Linked DNA regions of Delphinus delphis: all the other regions are linked to region 2. Evidence: chromatin contacts called from public Hi-C data. All regions are on one chromosome and are shown on one strand. The core of a region is the stretch at or near the end of the contact, and the rest is flanking DNA. Distances in the headings are between cores, read along the strand shown. Region 1 holds the start of ALDOA (aldolase, fructose-bisphosphate A). Region 2 holds the start of MAZ (MYC associated zinc finger protein). Region 3 holds the start of TAOK2 (TAO kinase 2).

The links. A called contact is a pair of places that touch in the nucleus more often than the background predicts.
Region 1: a contact with region 2 is called in a Hi-C map of lung, with 2.9 times the contacts expected there. The contact joins the promoter of ALDOA here to the promoter of MAZ in region 2. A contact is called at or near these places in 2 of 3 Hi-C or Micro-C datasets (lung and muscle).
Region 3: a Hi-C map of lung shows a contact between it and region 2, with 1.9 times the contacts expected there. The contact joins the promoter of TAOK2 here to the promoter of MAZ in region 2. A contact is called at or near these places in 2 of 3 Hi-C or Micro-C datasets (lung and muscle).

The regions. Positions count from the first base shown.
Region 1 is chr15:71,734,224-71,737,335 of mDelDel1.2, reverse strand. ALDOA (aldolase, fructose-bisphosphate A) reads left to right here and starts at 1,337. Exons shown (of 9, transcript XM_060032035.1): 1 at 1,337-1,414. It overlaps LOC132438129, which reads left to right. Exons shown (of 7, transcript XM_060032036.1): 5 at 361-722; 6 at 1,041-1,123; 7 at 2,450-2,511. The coding sequence ends at 474.
Region 2 is chr15:71,936,983-71,940,090 of mDelDel1.2, reverse strand. MAZ (MYC associated zinc finger protein) reads left to right here and starts at 1,450. Exons shown (of 5, transcript XM_060032063.1): 1 at 1,450-1,833; 2 at 1,917-2,773. The coding sequence starts at 1,642. KIF22 (kinesin family member 22) reads left to right here. Exons shown (of 14, transcript XM_060033109.1): 13 at 17-76; 14 at 167-399. The coding sequence ends at 214.
Region 3 is chr15:71,807,570-71,810,716 of mDelDel1.2, reverse strand. It overlaps TAOK2 (TAO kinase 2), which reads left to right and starts at 1,262. Exons shown (of 19, transcript XM_060032040.1): 1 at 1,262-1,812. It overlaps TMEM219 (transmembrane protein 219), which reads left to right. Exons shown (of 6, transcript XM_060032055.1): 6 at 224-323. LOC132437687 reads left to right here and starts at 796. Exons shown (of 5, transcript XM_060031014.2): 1 at 796-891; 2 at 988-1,380; 3 at 1,382-1,459; 4 at 1,462-1,534; 5 at 1,537-1,799. The coding sequence starts at 796. The coding sequence ends at 1,799.

The sequences.
Region 1 (3,112 bases), core at 88-2,587, 200 kb after region 2:
AAGAGAAACATCTCTGAGCTGAACATTGTGACCTAAGGGTGGGTCCAGGGCCAGCTGTCTTCTGGTCCTCAGTCTCCTCATCCATAAGATGGGAAGAAAGAAAGGACCCCCCACCGCCCACCGAATGATTTCTTCCAGCTCCTGAACCCAGCTGTTAGGAACATTGCCTCCTTGCTGATTTCTCAACAACAGAAAGAATTGACTTGTTCCCAAGAATGGTGAATGGCACCCTCTGATCCACTGGGCAAATGGGACTTTGCAGGCCACTCTGTTCCCTTCTCCCCTGAGAAGGAAACAGCTTCAGGCTCTGGTCCCCCTTCCTCCTGCCCAACTCCCTCACCCCGTTCTCCTCTCCCTCAGGATTGGGCCCCTCGCTGCCCTCGCTGCTGCCCGCTCTGTGACTGTGCCTGTGCGTGCCAGCTTCCTGACTGCCAGAGCCTCAACTGTCTCTGCTTTGAGATCAAGCTCCGATGACAAGACGCAGGGTCCCTGCCCTTTGGGGAGCGGCCAGCTCCCAGGGCCCACAGGCCCTGTACCCTGAGGGGCCTCAGGACACTTTTCTCCAGGCTATTGGAACCACAAATGGACTACCCAGCTCACCAGCCTGGCAACCAGCAGTGGAGAGCCTGCCTCCCTGCAGAGTGGGACTCAAGGAGCCCTCCGCCAGCTGCATGGCGGCCCCTTTGGAGGGCCAGAAGAGAGAGTGGCTGGTGCTCTGCCAGGTGCCCCTGCCCTCCTCTCCCCCTCCGCAAGTAAATGATCGTATTTGAAGGTGAGGGTGGGGGACACTGCTCACCACAGTGAGCATTATGGGACAAACTTGGGCCTTGAATATCAGGGTGTAGGGGTACCCCAGGCACACCCTGTCCATGGACTCTTGGTTATTCTCAGGTGTGAGTGTAGTGCCTGCATCTGCTCTCCCTCTAAAGAAACAGGCTCCGGAGAATCACAGCAGCCAGCGAGAGGACCGGAGTCAGGGGAGCAGAGGAGACAGCGAAGGCCACGGATCTGAGTCCCCTACCCTCCTTTCCTCCGCGCAGATCCCTGTCCAAAGATTTCTCCTGACAACCTTTTGAGGGCATCAGTCTGGATTTCCAAGGAAGAAATTTCCTCTGAAGTACTGGTGAGTGGACAGGGGACCCTCCCCCCACCCCCAAAGAGGCAGGCCCACAGCTTCCTCCCCATCCTTCACTTTAGGCCCCCAGCTGGCATGAATGTCAGGAGCTTCAGGTTTCCCTAAATATAGATCCCCTGCCAGGGGATCTGTGGTGAGGAAAGGGCAAGGGTCACCGGAGAAGGTCGGGGACATTGGTTGGGGGTAGGGCAGGAGCTGCCTTATAACCCAGCCCGGGTGTGGCCTGACTCACTCGCTGCTGACCAGGCTCTGCCCGCTCCTTCGGCCTCCTCCTCGCAGGTGGGCGCCAGCAGGACGGAGCGGGGGTGGGGCTGGGCTGAAGGCGTCGGGATTAAGAGGGGAGACCTGGCGGGTAGGATGGGGAGGCTAGAAAAATATCTGGGAGGCTGACAGCGGGCGGACGGATTTTATTTTGGAGAAGGAAGTCAGTGCCAGGGAGAAGTTTCGCAGGGACTCTGGCCCCGCATCCCCAGACTTGCTTGGGCAGAGCAGTAGCCGGCGGGTTTCCGCTGGGTCTGGCTTTCGGGGGGCGGCCCGGGCGGCAGGAGCCAGACCCGCCGGAATGGGGCGCAGATGTCTCCCCGCGGGACACCCGGAACCGCTGCCGCCTCGCCTCCGCCCCTTGCCAACCCCTGCCGTCTCCTCGCGCTCCCCGTGCGTGCCCTCGCCGCCCTCTCTTCCGCCGGGGCTCGCAGTCGCTTGACCTCTGGATTCGGTTACAACGCGACGCACGCTGCCTCAGCGCAGCCGGAAGCTGGGGCTGCCCCGGGCCGCTGGACTGGGCCCCTGGCGGGGGAAGCTGAGCCTCAGTCTTCTCGGGCTGTGCCACCCGCTTTTCTCCGACCCAACCCCCACCGCATCCCCATCTCTGCCGGTGCCCCAAATCGGCTGAGTCACAGCGCCCCAAAGCACGCCAAGCGGGGGGGGGGTGGGGGGAGGAGAAGGGAGAGGGAGGGGAGGGCCCCCGCGACCCGCGGGATGTGGCCCGAGTCACGTCCGAGGGGGACGGGGTGGGGGAAAGGATCGTGTTCTCGCCGCACTGTCCTCGCCCAAGCGCCGCCTCCGGGCTTCGCCTTTCGGGGGGCGGTCTCTCGCACAGTCCCTCGCCTGCAATTGGACGCCGGGGCGCCTCCGGCCCCCTGCAAAGGGAAAATCTCCGCGGAGGGTGGAGCGGTGCCTTTATAAGGCGCGGCACCACCTCCTTCCCGCCCGCCCCCGCGCGCCCCCCCCTCGGGAGCTGAGTAGGCTGCGTTCCCCTTGGAACGCGCCTCAGAACCAGAGTCCCGGTGACGACTGCCGTGTTCGTTCCCTCAGTCCACTCGCCAGCCCGCGGCTCTCCACCGCTGCACCCCGCCAGTCCGCCCCTCTCCTGTGCCAGGTGAGCGCCCCTCGCCACGTGCGAAGGTCAGGGAGAGGGTCGTGGGGAAGGATCCGGGATGTAGTGGCGGGTCGGGCGTCCGCGCGGAGCCCCCCCACCCGGGCCCAGCATCTCCCCTCTCCACCACCACCCACACCTGTGCTCCTAGCCCAGACTCCCCAACTCTTCCAGCTTGAGCTCCCGCGGTTTGCTGCGCAGTCCAAGGGCCGCTCCGCGCTGAGTCACGGCAGGGAGGAAGGAAGCAGGGCGAGATGAAGTACCATTTCCCCCTCCCCTTTTCTTGTTAGGACTCTTGGTGCAAGTATTATGGCCCCTTTGCCTCTGCAGGGATCCTAGGAGGCCCCGAGGGGTGGGGGCCAGCTCATATACTGCCTCAGGGTTCCCGAAAGCGGGTGGTTGGTCCCTGTCCTGGGAGACGGGTGCCCCCGCCGAGCAGGGGAAACCCCTCGGCAGCTTCTGATGCCCCATGAACACTTTTCCCTATTTTTCCTTATCGGGTGACCTTGATTCTGAGCCTGGAACAGCTGCAGCCGCAGAGCAGACATGAGCATTTTTCAGGGGAGGGGGTGGGCGCTTGCCTTTCCTCCACATTCTCTCAC
Region 2 (3,108 bases), core at 201-2,700:
GCTGCTGTCCTGCCAGGTGGAGGACCTGGAACGCGTCGAGGGCATATCCGGGAAACAGATGGAGTCGTTCCTGAAGGTGAGCTCACGAGACTCGGGCCCCCTCCTCCCTCTAGCCTGTGCCCTGCCCGGCCCTAACGCCGGTCTCCCTTTCCCTCCTGTGTTGCAGGCGAACATCCTGGGTCTTGCCGCGGGCCAGCGCTGTGGGCCCTCCTGACTGCCGGCTGTCCTCCTCCCTCTGCCTTTTTTTTTTTCTTTTTAAATCCTAGTGTAATTGCTTGTCCTGTAAATACAGTTTTCACTCCGTTGCTTCAGCCTGATTCTTGGGACTGCGAGGGCGGGGCCGGGGTATAATTGCTTTTGGGATGGGCCACAAGCTTTACGGGTTAACTTCTTTGGGCGCCATCTTTGGGAAAACACGAAGCAGCGCAGGATTGTAAATAAACCGCTGGAGTGGGAGGGGGAAGGGACGGTGGCCGAGAGGACACAAAAAGGTACCGCGAGAGTCCGAGGACGACAACCGTTAGGCGGGCGCGCGCTTAGAGTTTAGCCCCGCCCCATCCGTACCCCCGGCGCGCGCTCCCCTACTCTCCCGCTCGGCAACGACAGCGAGCTTGTGCGCGTGCGCGCGAAATAACGGCCGCTGGTGGAGGGAGGCGGGGGGTGGAATCTTTGAGGGGGGAAAGAGAAGCCGCCCCGTCTCCCGCGCGCCCACCACCTGCGCCATCGTCAGCCAATCAGCGGCCGCCTCAGGGGTCTCGCGCTTAGGGCGACTCCAGCTGCTGGGTGGCTCCCCCGTCCCTCCTCCCTCCAGAGTCCCTCTCGTACCTCCCCCCTCCCGCTGGCCTCGCGCGCGCTCGCGCTCGCGCCCGCTCCAGCCTCTTGTGTGTCCTCGCGCCCCCCGCCCTCCCTCCCTCCCCGCGCGCAGTGTGCTCCGCTCCCCCCCACCCTCCTCCTCCTCCTCCTCCTCCTCCCCCCCTCCCGCCCGCCCCGCGCGCCTCCTCCCCGGGTTCCCCCTCCCCCACTGCCGCCTCCTCCTCCTCCTCCCGCCCCAGGGTGAGCGCGAGCCACCTCCCTCCCTCCCTCCGCCATGGATCCAGGCAACTGGAGCAGCTTCATCTTCCAGGTAACAACCCCCTCCCCCGCCCCACCCCCCCTTCCCACACCCCCTCCCGCCCGCCCTCCCTCCCGTCCCACCCCCCCTCCGCGCGCCCGGTGCGCGCGCAGCTGTCCCCCTCCCTCCCTCGCGCCCTCCCCCGCCCTCCCCGAGGCGCCGGCTGGGCGCGCGCGCGGCGGGGGCCGAGGCTGCTCCCTCGCTCCCCCCACCCCGCCCCGCCAGGCTCCAACCGCCGCCGCCGCCGCCGCCGCCCGGGCCCCCGCCCCCGGCCCCCGGCCCCGCGGGGCCTCCCGCCCCCACCCAGGGGGCGTCGCCGCCGCCGTCTCCGCCGCGCTCCGCGGCCCGCCAGGCGCCCTCCTTCCCTCCCTCCCGCCGGCCGGGGTGCGCGGGCGGCGGGGCGGCCCGCGGGCCATGCGTTCGGCGCGGCCCAGCCCGGCCGGCCGGGGGCGGTGCCCCGAGCCCGGGCCCCGCGCGGCCCGCGCCCCCGGCCCCCGCTGAGCCCCGGGGGCCCCGCCGTGGCCGAGGCCATGTTCCCCGTGTTCCCTTGCACGCTGCTGGCCCCCCCCTTCCCCGTGCTGGGCCTGGACTCCCGGGGGGTGGGCGGCCTCATGAACTCCTTCCCGCCACCTCAGGGTCACGCCCAGAACCCCCTGCAGGTCGGGGCTGAGCTCCAGTCCCGCTTCTTTGCCTCCCAGGGCTGCGCCCAGAGTCCATTCCAGGTGAGTAGGGGCCGGCCGTGGCGGGCCGGGCTGGGAGGGCGCCGACCCGCGGCCGCGGCCCACACGGCGCCTTGTTTTCGCAGGCCGCGCCGGCGCCCCCACCCACGCCCCAGGCCCCGGCGGCCGAGCCCCTCCAGGTGGACTTGCTCCCGGTTCTTGCCGCCGCCCAGGAGTCCGCCGCCGCCGCAGCCGCGGCCGCCGCCGCTGCCGCCGCCGCCGCCGTTGCTGCTGCGCCCCCGGCCCCGGCCACCGCCTCCACTGTGGACACAGCGGCTCTGAAGCAGCCCCCGGCGCCCCCTCCGCCGCCCCCTCCGGTGTCGGCGCCCGCCGCTGAGGCCGCGCCCCCTGTCTCTGCCGCCACCATCGCCGCAGCCGCGGCCACCGCCGTCGTTGCCCCAACCTCGACGGTCGCCGTGGCCCCGGTCGCATCTGCCTTGGAGAAGAAGACAAAGAGCAAGGGGCCCTACATCTGTGCCCTGTGCGCCAAGGAGTTCAAGAACGGCTACAACCTCCGGAGGCACGAGGCCATCCACACGGGAGCCAAAGCCGGCCGGGTCCCTTCGGGTGCTATGAAGATGCCCACCATGGTGCCCCTGAGCCTCCTGAGCGTGCCCCAGCTGAGCGGAGCCGGCGGGGGAGGGGGAGAAGCGGGTGCCGGCGGCGGAGCGGCCGCAGTGGCCGCCGGTGGCGTGGTGACCACGACCGCCTCGGGAAAGCGCATCCGGAAGAACCACGCCTGCGAGATGTGCGGCAAGGCTTTCCGCGACGTCTACCACCTGAACCGACACAAGCTGTCGCACTCGGACGAGAAGCCCTACCAGTGCCCGGTGTGCCAGCAGCGCTTCAAGCGCAAGGACCGCATGAGCTACCACGTGCGCTCACATGACGGCGCTGTGCACAAGCCCTACAACTGCTCCCACTGTGGCAAGAGCTTCTCCCGGTGTGCACGGGGCTTCGGCCGCCCACTAGGCGGGTGGGGAGGGAGGGACGGTCGGCGATGGAGGTGGCCTGGCCTTGGCTGGTGGGGAGGGAGGGAGGGAGGTTTCTGAGAATGGGGACAGGGAGCCACTCCCAGGGAGGAGGGCGGACAGCCTCTCCTGGTTACCAGGGAGCAGGGGGTGGTGCTTAGCAAAGGAGGTGGGTTCTTGGGTTGTAGGACAGCCTCAAGTGGGAGGAGGCCGAGGCAGCCCTGCACCAGAAGAGGGATTTCCTGCCTTACCAGGATTCTGAAACCCCGGGCTTGGGAGAAAATGTAGGGACCCAGGGAAAGGCCTG
Region 3 (3,147 bases), core at 13-2,512, 130 kb after region 2:
TGGAACCCTCTTAGCCTTTCTTAGATCTGAGCAGACTGGGAAAGGAAGACTTTCTGGCTCCTGGCAGATCCTGGGATCCTGAGGCCATCTCAGTTGGAATAAGTGCCTGTACCTATCTCTAGTTGTCACTTCCTCTGCTCCTTCCCCAATTTCTGCAGCCATACCAGAGCTTCCTCCAAAGGCCCTCTGACCTGCCCTGTTTTTTTATTTTGTTTCTCTCCAGGTGTGAATCAACTTCTTGGGCCTTGATTCTGAGTTGGAAGAGATATTACAAAAGTGAAGAGCTGGAATGTGGGGGAAATAAAAGGTTTTTTTGCCCAGTGTTTCCCAGGGTGTTTATTGGGGATTGGATTGAGGTGGGAATTTTAAGGTAGAGAGTCTCGGGAGGTTTAGGGGATTTTTCCTTGTTGACTCTTCAGTTTGGGTTGGTATAGGGCATAAGGTTACTGCAGCTCTTGGGTATGGTCATGGAAATGCTTTGACATAAATGCATTGTGACCTTGTGCAGGTCATGCTGCTGTGAAGGGCCTCAGTCTCCTGAAGGGATATGACAGATTGAGTTTTCTCAGCAAAGATTCCTCGAACTTGGGAGCCCACGACCAGGCTGGATAGTTACTAACCAGGACAGTCCGTTTTCCCGCCTTTTCCGCGCCCAGCAGCAGTCTTCCCTTACCCCTCCCAACCTCTACCCTGCACGCAGGCGCAGATCACGGCTTCTTATTTCCTTCCACCCGCGCCCCCTCAAAGCTTCCCCTAGCAACAAGCTCGGGCTCCGCGCTAAGGCGGGGCGAGCGCATGCGCTGCAGCCCTTGCCACCACCAGTTGTCGGACAGCGCGCTGGGCTCCTCCTTCTCCAAGACTAGCCCTGCTCCCCACCTCCTCCCACCCAGGGTCCGCGTGGCGGGGCGCGCGCGCACTCTGGCTGGGTTGCTGCCCAGCTCTCTGGCCGCATCCTTAAGGAGAGAGGGGCGGGGCTGTTTCCTTTAGGGCCCCGCCCCCTTGGCCCGGCGTCCATACCGCGCCTGCGCGCTCCCGCCCGGTCTCCATCTTGGAATTGGGAGGAAGAGGGAGAGGGAGACTGGGACGAGACCGGGGCTGTGGTGCGGAGAGGCTGAGGCTGAGAAGAGGAGAGGGGGAGAGGGCACGGGGACCGCCCTTAGCTACAGTCTTTCAGCTGTCCTCGGGAAAGAGAAGGGGAAAGGGAGGGGGCCGGGGCGGGAGTGGGGGCTGTCACCCTCGGACCCCGGCGTGAGAGGGGCCGTGCGGTCGGACGTCCTCGGGGTAGGCCCCCTGTCGGTGGCCGAAGACCTGGGGCTCAGTCCCCTCGGTCCCGAATTTCCGGGCCTGACCCCACGCTTCTCAAATATCCGGGTCTCAGCCCCTGAGATTCCAGATATCCGGGACTCGGGTCCCAACCTCTCTAAACCTGGGGCTCTGTTTCACAGGGTTTCAAATATCTGGGGTTCAGGACCCTGCGTGCACCAGTATCCGGGGTTCATTCCCCACGAGTTCAAATATCAGATTCGGCCTCCCCCTGTTCAAATATCTGGAGTTAAGACCCCACAATCAGAAATCCGGGACTCAGCAACTGTCGCCCTCGAGGAAAAGGAGGACTGGACCGCGAGGTCAGATCAGGTTGTCACCCCCTCCCCTCCAGGGGAGGCTTCCCGGGCCCGCCCCTTAGGAAGGGCGAAAGCCGAGGAAGAGGTGGCAAGGGGAAAGGTCTCCTTGCCCCTCTCCCTGCTTGGCAGAGCCGCTGGAGGACCCCAGGAGGAGGCGGAGGCGCTGGGGCACCATAGTGACCCCTACCAGGTGAGACACGGGCTGCAGGGGCGCGGGTCCCTGTGTCTAGCTTGAGAAGAGAGGGTGCTGCTTTCTGGGAAGCTGGGCCTGGGTAGGCTCTCTCCTCAGGATGGGGAAGCCTAGCTGGGCCAGTGGTCAGCCTCTGGCTAGCCTTGCCTTCTGCTGCCACCCTCTTCCCCTTCCTTTTCCCTTCATTATGTCTGATTGATGAGGGACCTCAGGTGACAGGGTCTCTGATATCACGGGGGTCACACCCTAAGGTGCTTGAGCTAATCAGATGGATTTGCACCCTTCTGGTTTTCTCCCTGTTCACTTTGCCCCTCACAGCTACCCCTTCATGATTGTAACTCTCTTTCCTCTGGGGTGTTAATTCCCATGCCTCTGGTCCCCATGGTGGGTCTGCTTATCTGTTTTTTAGGCATGGTCTGCTTGGGTTTCTTGTCCTTTCAAGGAAGTGTATATGTGCATTTGTGTTTAGGGGTGCTTGGCAGTATTTCCCCCAACTATTGTTACCTTCCAGCCTCTTGCTGTGATGGTATAAGTAATCTAATTTGTCAAGCGATTTATCATTTACAAAGTGCTCTACATCCATTCTCTCATTCATCTCCCCCCTCATTATCTGGTGAGGGGGCTCTTTTACTGCCTTCTTCCCATTTTACAGTTGAGGCTATTGAGGCCCAGAGAGATTGCCCAAGATCCCACAGCAGCAGAATAGGATTGGAACCCAGGTCCTTGAACAAGTCTTACCTGTGTTCCATACTTGTCTCTTGTCATCTCTTTTCTTCTGTGCCTAGGTTTAGCCATGGGTCCAGAAGAGAATGGATTGGGGTGAGATTTAAGAATGGGAGAGAGAAGAGCTTCCTTTTTAGGAGGCCTATACTCAGAAGCTTTTCCTGATGGGAGGCTCTGGCCCCTGCCTTCTGCCTCATGGATTTTTCTCTCCACTGTGACCTTCATCTTTACCCTCATCCCAGTCTTTGGCCTGGGTTCCTGAGAGGGCCATCTCTTGTGACAAATGATAGTGGTGTCTCTTAACAGTTAAAGCCAAGCTGCCGGGGGGTAGGATGATCCCCAAAGTATTAAAACCTTGTCGTGGCGACTCTGGAGGCAGGGAAGGAAAAATCCATATGCTGAGTGTCTGCATAGTGTTCCTAAGTACGAGATCTCATTAAAAATTTCACAACAGCTCCACGCTGTAATCCGTTTTACTGAAGAGAAGACCAAGTGTAAGGAACTTACTCAAAGCCTTGTTGCTGTATATTGCAGATGAAATGCACTGGTAGTGAAGCTTAGGGTGGACAGGCTTGGGTTTCCTCGTCTGTAGAATGGAGGTAACGTTGTCCA